Regions from separate parts of the Zea mays genome. Here region 2 is linked to region 1. Evidence: chromatin contacts called from public Hi-C data. All regions are on one chromosome and are shown on one strand. The core of a region is the stretch at or near the end of the contact, and the rest is flanking DNA. Distances in the headings are between cores, read along the strand shown.

What was found. Hi-C and Micro-C count contacts between places; a contact is called where the count stands out from the background.
Region 2: a contact with region 1 is called in a Hi-C map of ear, with 2.0 times the contacts expected there. The contact joins the enhancer-like site here to the promoter of LOC103626570 in region 1. A contact is called at or near these places in 2 of 25 Hi-C or Micro-C datasets (ear and tassel).

The regions. Positions count from the first base shown.
Region 1 is chr5:76,703,691-76,707,882 of Zm-B73-REFERENCE-NAM-5.0, reverse strand. LOC103626570 (microtubule-associated protein futsch) reads left to right here and starts at 2,450. Exons shown (of 7, transcript XM_008646986.3): 1 at 2,450-2,827. The coding sequence starts at 2,786. It overlaps LOC125446251, which reads right to left and starts at 1,514. Exons shown (of 3, transcript NM_001407524.1): 1 at 1,345-1,514; 2 at 523-1,052. The coding sequence starts at 667.
Region 2 is chr5:77,139,749-77,144,446 of Zm-B73-REFERENCE-NAM-5.0, reverse strand. LOC103626578 (pentatricopeptide repeat-containing protein At4g04790, mitochondrial) reads left to right here. Exons shown (of 16, transcript XM_020538417.2): 15 at 813-1,027; 16 at 1,161-1,555. The coding sequence ends at 1,362. Among protein-coding and RNA genes, the nearest start is that of LOC103626578, 37 kb to the left of the region's middle. Within about 2 kb of position 1,941, at least 10 of the 20 cell types and tissues checked have an H3K27ac peak or open chromatin away from gene starts, as enhancers often do. A contact at or near this core is called in ear, where this site is marked.

The sequences.
Region 1 (4,192 bases), core at 1,201-3,700:
ACCAACCCTTCACGTCCGGTCACCACCGTCCGTTGGGATCTACTAGGCAAGAACAGAACAGAACAGAACGCAGGACAAACCAATGCACCAACCAACTTTTCGTCAGTAATTGCATCGCATGCCAGTCTCTTGCTACTTCGATGCCCTCTAGATGATAGCCAAACGCTAGCATCACCATCATCGGACTGGCAGCACATCCAGCTGGGAGGGCGGAAGGAGCTACGAGTCTTAGACGCGTGCACGGCAGCACCACTGTCTGCAAGCCTCGCTGCTCCTCCACATCCTGACAACTGTGCAGAAGCCGTAGCAGCAGCAGCTGCTGTCAAGACGTACTACCTGCAAACCACAGGTTTACACATATTTTCGGCAAGAATTTCACGAGGCGCAAAATGGAGCTCTCTGTAGAACATAAGAACAATCGGAAAAAGGTTCTAGCGGCCGGCCGTACACCAGTCGAATTCCATCCTCACGAAATTCCTGCATTTAATTCCACTCCACAATAAAAAGAAGAAGAGGTGTTACCGTATTTCACGTGTGGTCTCGCTCTGGCCTCCGAGGTACGTACGCGCCTCATCAGCACGAGGTGACACGCTGGATAGGAAAATGCGTCCGTCCAAGCATCCAGATGGAGCTGGCAATGTTGGTCCAAGAAAGATGCTCTCCTCATCTCAAACAATACTACTAGACTAGTTTGTTTGTGTGGCGTATGGTATGGCTTTGGTATTTCTCCTTCTTTTTTTTTGTCTGTCCGGGTCCGGCGCACACCGGCCTCAAATATTCCAGAGGGCTGGCAGAAATTGCTCGGATTGACAGCCCCATGTATGTTACCTGATGACGAAATTAGTCGGGAAATCCGTAGGTGGCTATGACTCTGGCGGCATAAAATGACAACATGGCTTTAGCATGGCCGGTGCAGGTGCTGGTGATAGCCATCAGCTCTTGTATTCACCGCAGCTGTTGCCTTCATCTACGGATAACTGGGCACCTCTCCTCTGCCTTTTTTAGAAGTGGAGATGTCCTCCTTTTCTTTTCTGAATTACTCTCGTCCTTTCCTGCAGCATCAGATATGTCGAATAATGTCATTCACAAAAACGGGAACTGTGTATGGACAGGATGTCAGGTCAGAATTTGTGGTGACATGAGAGCCAGAATTGCTGAAGGTTTACGGCGTCAGAAAAAAAAGGATTTGTGTTGATTAAATCATTGACTCTCTGTGTGCTTATTGCTCCTGTGGGACCCGACTGACGGTTCATATTCTAATCCAAGGAGCGAGAGCAAACAGTTCCCGGAAAAAAAATCAATCTCCGAGAGGAGGTTTTCCAAGAGATGATAGAATCTACGTACCATGCTGAGTCAAGCTTGACAGCGCCACCCCGGGGGCGGCTGGAAACGAGGATTTGCAAAGCAGACATGTCATCCTCCAATGGCGCCATAACATCCCTCCTTTCGGCGCAGCTATATGCTTAGGATAATAACAGCACAAGCACAGCTTAGCGTTCCCTGCCTCAAGTTTTGATAATTCCGTAGCAGGTGATGGACGGCTGGACTTCTTTTCCGGCTGCAAGAAGTTGGACTGCGTGACGTGGATCCAGCGTGGCCCTTGGGCTGGCCAACTTGGTGTTTTCCTTTGTCCAGGGCGGTCGAACATGTGGAACTCTCTTGCTGCGGGTCACCGTCCCCCCCCCCCCCCCCCCCAGCAGCCACTTGACTAGATTCAGCATTCTGGGGCTTCAATTCTACAGCCTTTTCCCTGTCCTTGTGCTTCAGTGATCTTCAGAGCCTCGGCTCCATAGCTCTGAACGCTCGAACAATGGGCTGAACAGAAAAGGTAGACTGGGTTAGGAGGTCTTGGTCATAAACCGCAGCAATCAGTTCATTTAGGTTTCAGGACTAACTAAGGGCGTGGAAAGAATGACACATGGCATGTTGGTAAACGAAATTGAAACAAACCATTATTTGTAAAGTGAAAGCAACCTTGGATCCAAGTTTAACAGGACATAACACAATAATTGTACCAAATGCCAGGTTACTTTCATGCTGTCCTGCTTTTCACTTGATTTGATCCAGGTGAACTTCCTCCAGGCTGCAGAAAAAAAAATGGCCAAATCCATTCCTCCCTTGCGCCCCAAGTGCAACGTGAGGTAGGATGAGCGCAACCATTTCATAAATAGTTGAAAGTGACTAAAGCCTTACACGGTAGGAATTTCTGAAGACCAATCATGTTATCTGATATCTGAAGCCAAGCAAAAGAAAAGAAAAGGAAGAGCAGATAATAGTATCTTCACACCAAAAACTAGAATTTTCTTTTGAGCCGCACCTTAGAGAAGAAAAAAAAGATGAAGGATCCAAGAATGGTACTCACTGATCAATTATCGATCCAATAATGTCACACAGAAAAGGTTCTGTGGGCCCATCCAAGCAAGAATGCAGACACAATGGTCCAGCCACCACAACCATGTGCCTCATCACGTACCAGTTGCCATTTTGGCACCTAATGCTGAGTCCCCATGTTCATTGATCTGCCATTTCAGGGATAACTTCTCCCGCTTAATCACGATTACACTTAGGCAAGTGCTAATTCTCTGTCAAGAGCACTGTCATTCCTAGCCGCTGCTCAGCAATAGAAAAACATATTCACAGAGGGGCAGAGGAAAGGTCGGTATAAAGACCACCAGCTTTTCGAGATACCACCGGCCTTTTTCAGGGAGAAGCCACTCCATCTTTCTTTTTTTCCTTTTTCCAACTTTCTTCTTCTTCCTCCTCCTTCTCATTCTGATCTGGAACAATGGCGACAGAAGACGAAGAGCGAGAAGCAGCAGATGGGACGGTAAGAAATGTCTCCTCTTAGCCTCAGAACTTCTGCATCACTTGCTTGCTTCTGTTTTCCTGCATGCATACATACTTTGTTAAGATGTAGAGTTAAGTAAGGAGATTCATTGTCACAGTAATCTTATCATCTATGGCATCTTCTTCTGGTTCCACAGTTGCTACGTGTTTGCTGTTAACCTCCTTTCAGTATCATGAAGGAAGAAGGATTCTTCTTCATGTAGTAAACTGTGTAGAAATGGTGCTGCACCTGCACTCATTTCTCAGTTGTTAAACAAATGATCTCAAAAGCAACCAAGTTTACGGAAAAAAAATTAACACAGATAGGGAGAATCATCCCATGATAGGTATCACCGAGTGACATGCTTTCGCTCTTCTCTTTCAGTTGCTTCTTTTTCTCAATCTGGTATTGCTCTCCTGAGCTTGATAGATGGTATATGAATTCACCCAAGTTTGAGAAAATAATGTTAGTTAAAGAATTACATAACAACTTTTCCTCCTAGGTTCAACCTATCCAGAACCAAAACAAAAAATGCTAACGATAAGGATAAACAAGTTTAACAGTTCGGTCAACTGCTGTGACATGAATGACACTATGACAGGGTTAGGTAAACATGCATAAGCATCTAACATTAATTTACACTGAGTGTCAACCATCCAGTGTGGCGATCAAATAAAAGGCATGAAGAGAGCAAAAGTCTACTTAAAGCATGCCAAAACAAATAGTTCAGTACTAACACGCTTAATAGGAACATTCAATATTACAACCCTTCATGTAAGAACTAAACAAGGTTTTTGGAGAGACACAAACTCATCCAGTTAGGATGCCCACATGCGTACTGCCGGGGCAGTGTGCCATTTGACTAGTCAGCATGTTCTTTTTGACCACTTGCTGCAGTACTAGAAGTCTAGACTCTAGAGCCATTTATCAGTAAGTCAGGTGCCAACGAGAAATGGCGATTAGCCGACTGCCATGCATGACAGTCTGCTTGCACTTTTTCTGTGCTGCAGTACACTCATGACTGGATGTCCTTTTGAGTATATTTATGGCAGTAATTGAACAAAGTCAAGGAATAGTTAATACAAGATTGTATAGGTTAACATTTCCTTTTCTATTCCTACTTTGGTTCATGACTACTATGGATAATATTTTTTTTTCTAAAACGCGCAGGAGAACTGCGCATTAGATATATTAAGATAGAAGAAATACCAATGGTCTAAAGAAGACCAGAGTACAGAGAAACAACAAAAAAATATAAGAAAATAAAAATAAAAATAAAAATAAAAAAAAACAGCCAAAAACTGCTCCTAAACTAAGGCCAGATGGTGCCCAGATCTTTGGCACCCGCGAGACACCACCTCTGAG
Region 2 (4,698 bases), core at 692-3,191, 440 kb before region 1:
AGTCTTTTTCTTTTCTTTATCGTTTTCTCTTCTTTATTAATATTTTTGTCCTAAATACTTTCTCAAATATCAATATTTTTATAGTTTTATATATATATTTAAGGCATAGCCTCACCTTATGCCTTATCGCTAAAAGGTAATAAGGGGGTCAGTCGCCTTACCTTGCCTTGCCACCTTAACAACTATGACACATACACCTGATCTCATGGAAGTGTGTAATTTGTACCTTTAGTTTGTTGCAGAGTTATTGTGTAGTATATAATGATTGAGGATACCCGTAAACAAGTTCACATAGGCAATAATTCACTTCTTTGCATTGATCTGTATCTTCTTTTGCCTAATTCACACTTAATAGATATCGAGGTCAACAGAAGATCTCATGTTGTTTAATTGATCAGTATTGAACTATGTTCTGTACTTTTCGAATTGCTCATCATTTTATTTTCATTGTGTTGAAAGTACATTCCCTTCTCTGTTCCCCATTCTATTCGGTATATGTTTGTTTACGATGGAATATGCTGCAGTTTTACCCCCTTTTTTATTTGGTGAGCATTTCATGACTGTTTGATGTGATATCTCTTGTTTATTGTTCTGTTAGTTTGGAGAAGTGATTCCATTTGAATTATGTTGACACTATGAGTGATACTCATTTTTATGTTTTAGTCAACAATCTAATTGTACTGCTGTGTTTATTGGTAATGCAGATCCCTCTGAATTATTTTTCTAAAGGGTGTATTAAATGTTCCGAAACATATTTCCCTTCTTTTGGTTTATAATTGTAGCTTCGCTTACTTGATTGAACGGTTTTAAAGGTTTTTTGCCAAATATGGGACATGGAGACCACAAATTTGGATTTTGGAATGGTGTTTCTTGATGCTGTCAAAGAGCTTGGACTTAATGTTTCTCGGACAAGCCTTGACTTTCTTCTCAGCGCATGTGTAAAAGCAAAGGATTTGCGACGTGCCCAACAGATCTGGACAGAATACGAATCTGCTGGTCTTCCACACAACGTGCTGAGTTCCTTGAGGTTGAATTCTTTTACATAAGCCAAGAATTAATAAAGCATTTTCTGCATAATTGTTCATTTATGGATGATTTTTACCGTGGAGCCGTGTAAGATTTTGCTTTATGTGTTATTTATTACATTTATGCCTCTTCAGGATGTATCAAGCTTTTCTTTCATCTGGGGGACGTAAGGCGGCTAAGAAGTTGTTGAAAAAGATACAAAAGGAAGATGCTCACGTGCGCTACATAACATATGCTTGTCGTGCGACATACTGCAGTAAAGACTTCAAGCCTTCTGCTACAGTTAGGTTAAGTTCCAAAGGAAGAGCTAGATCAAAACCTACTAATGAGGGGTAAGAGGTCTATTTACTTTTACCACTTCCGTTGCAGTGAAATACTGAAACGGGATGAAATCAATTCTTTTGTTCTGGGAAATTCGCTCGTACTTGTTAACTCCTATCGCTTTGGATCTTAGAGACTAGGGTGATCATTGCTAACATCGGATTATATCTTAAGCAATTGGTGGAGCCATGGAGATTTTCTGATTTTATTTTTTGTGTGCATATCATGGTCAATATGAAGCCTTCACCTATAGGCTTAAAGGACAAGGGAATTCTAAATTGTAGCCGAACAGATAAAGACCCTGCCCTTCGTAATCAGCTTCTCTTAACAAAATCCTTCCATTAGTTGCTCATCTGTTTTCTTTTTTGTTTTGCACTGTGTGGAGTTGCTACATATGTTACTGTTTCTAGCTCGAAACAAGCAATCGTACATCCAAGGGATTGCAAAGAGATCATGAGACCACTAGCCATATTTGATGCCCCTTTGGTGACCACAGGCCACCATTCCTGTCAGACAGACCCACTCGGCTTAATGGCCTTAGCCTTGTCATAGTGCTGTCCATGTGAGCACAACACAGGAGTTTGGTCACGGTGAAACAAGGGTAGCATTGCCTTGCCTCCACAAGGCCCTCCCCCTTCCGTGCATCACCTACCAGGAAAAGATCTGCTGATCAGTTCCATTTCTTAGGGCTGGTTTGGCAGCCCAAAATTTCACCAGTTTTCCGGCCTTTTTCTCTGGAGATAAAGCCCACACAGATATTTTTCTTGGTTTTGTCCATCTGTATGTTTAGAAGCCCATCATCCAACAGACATTTGTATTCGTTCTCTCGATGTCATCTCCGCGACGCCCCGGCTCATGAGAACTATGTTACCACGGATCACAAGATCCACTCCCTTTCCTCCCGTCAGCAGATTAGACGCGAGAAGTTGTAGAAGACCCGTTTCCCTTTCCATAAGCACGACATAGAAACACACGAGACACAAGGTATAGTGTTGGGTCTCTGTCCTCTTTCTCTTCTCTGTAATATGAAGTGGTGTACATGTTCCTTATATAGAGATGTGAGACCCCTTAGGGGCAAACTCGGTATTTGCCCACATAATCCTAACTAGGGTTATTTAACACTCCCCCTTGGGCGAATACCGCGACCATCACATGCCTCGTTAAAACTCCGAAAAACCCAGTGGAAAAAATGTGGAGAAAGAGTGCATGGTGATACAAATTGCATTTGTACTTTGTTGCCTTGTTAAAAACCTCATGTAAGAAACTTCAAGAAAACTCACCAAGGGAAAAGAGTACAACAGCTGTCATCGTGACAGATTTTGATCCTCTGGGATCTAGATTCTATCGAATCTTCTACAAGGGCTAACTTTAGAAATGTGCTCCCCCTGATACTTGCAAAACCGCATCAATAAGGCAAAACATCTTCTGTAAGTATATGCACATAAAGATTTAGCAAACGGATTGCATATCCTTGCAAGGACTATTTCAGGAACTTTACCTCTACTCACTTCTAGGATATACGAGGTAAGTGCACGTATCAATATAAATAAGCCACTTTGACTGATGATGTTCGATCGACTGGATCTTTATATTTGATAGAAACTTTCATAAAGGTTCACATATTAATCATCAAGCTCACGCCTTCAGGGCATAGAATATGACATTTATTGTCTCACGATTGTGATCAATATAAGCATTCGCTCTCCCTGACGATGACATCTATCAAAGTCGTTATCCCTCATAACTCAAGCATATTCTTCAAGATATATGTCTCATTGTTCATCTAGAATAACGAGAATGGATGAGGTTGGAGTGCTATCATTTTCTATGTTACACCATAATTTATACATAGTTGTGCAAAGCAAATAACATGTCCTTAAATATGACTTAGGGGATAATATAGTTGCAATAGTACATATTCTAAATATGACACATCGCTCTAGGCGTTCATCCATTGCAACATCTATGATGGTGTAACAAAAGTCTATCAAAGATCGTAATCCATCAGGGATTTTTCATTGATCAGATACATCGTTATAGTCTGTCATTCTGGCACGATGGGGATATTTTGCCAGTAACACCTAAACCTTATAGGTTTCTGCCATCAGGGCTTTAGAGGATACCGTAATTCCACATCTAGTGGAAATTACCATGAGTAAAACCCATGGAATGCACATGTGCTTATTCGGTGAACTTCAAGTCTTTTGGTACCTCATCTTATTCCTTTTCGGGTTTGTATGGGTCTTTATCCTTTTATAGGGATTATCAAACTTTGGTGTTTAACTCAGACTTTATTTCTTCTGGAAAGGTTCAATCAAGGAGCTATAATCTCATCTAGGAGATATTCTCTCTACATAAGAGAGTGTTCATTCGTCAGGAATGTATTATTTGGTACGAGATTTATATGTTGCATGTTTATAATTCAAAGATATGAGTCCACATAGGATCTCATGACGGATCTTCAGAATCCTATTAACTGCATATTTTAATTCATGTCATTTGCTAGATATATTACATAGCGGAACAATGTTTCTCTCACAAGACCACTTGAACCATCGCATTCACCACACATTATTTCAATAGTGCCCATAAATGTCCAAACTTCAAGCTCGTGACTTTTATTTTGCGATTATTGGTTCAGCCTCGATTGCATTTATCAATGACCCGATAAGAGAGCTTAAAGCACTCATGCCTAGGACTTTGTTTTGGATCCGTTTGCAATAAAGAGAGGCAAGATAGGTGTCGACATATTTGTCTCCCACATTTAATAATAATCTCTGTCATTTCTCAAAACGAAAGATTCATTGTTCCGTATTCCCAGCACAATGATATTGCGCGCATTGCTAGGAACTTCATCATTAAGATAAACCTCTTCGTGAGGCAAATCACCATCAGAGTGAATTAATCGGAGGAAAGTTATTACAGACCACGTGAATCTGCAATCAGAATATATGCTTTGACTAAGGCCGATGGATCATATTCGCAGGCGTCCCCGAGAATACATCAAATACCAATAAGTCAAATGTGGATACGATATTAATCCCGGGTATATCCACATCTACATAAGGTAGAAGCATTCAAACCAATATGGTTACTCCTCAACGATTTCTGGCAGACTCCATATACACAGGAGTACACACCGAACGATAGTTCAGTTTAGCTTTTGTGCATTTAATATAATATTGAGGCATTACACTAGATGAACATTTATCTCCCTCTAATGCCGAGATGTTCTAAAAGCATACAGATAATATCCCCAAGCACAATCATCCAGTTGTGGCTATTGTATGATATTGTGGTGATTTATTTAGAAAATCTTACGCACATTACAGATCGGGGTTTTATGCAGTG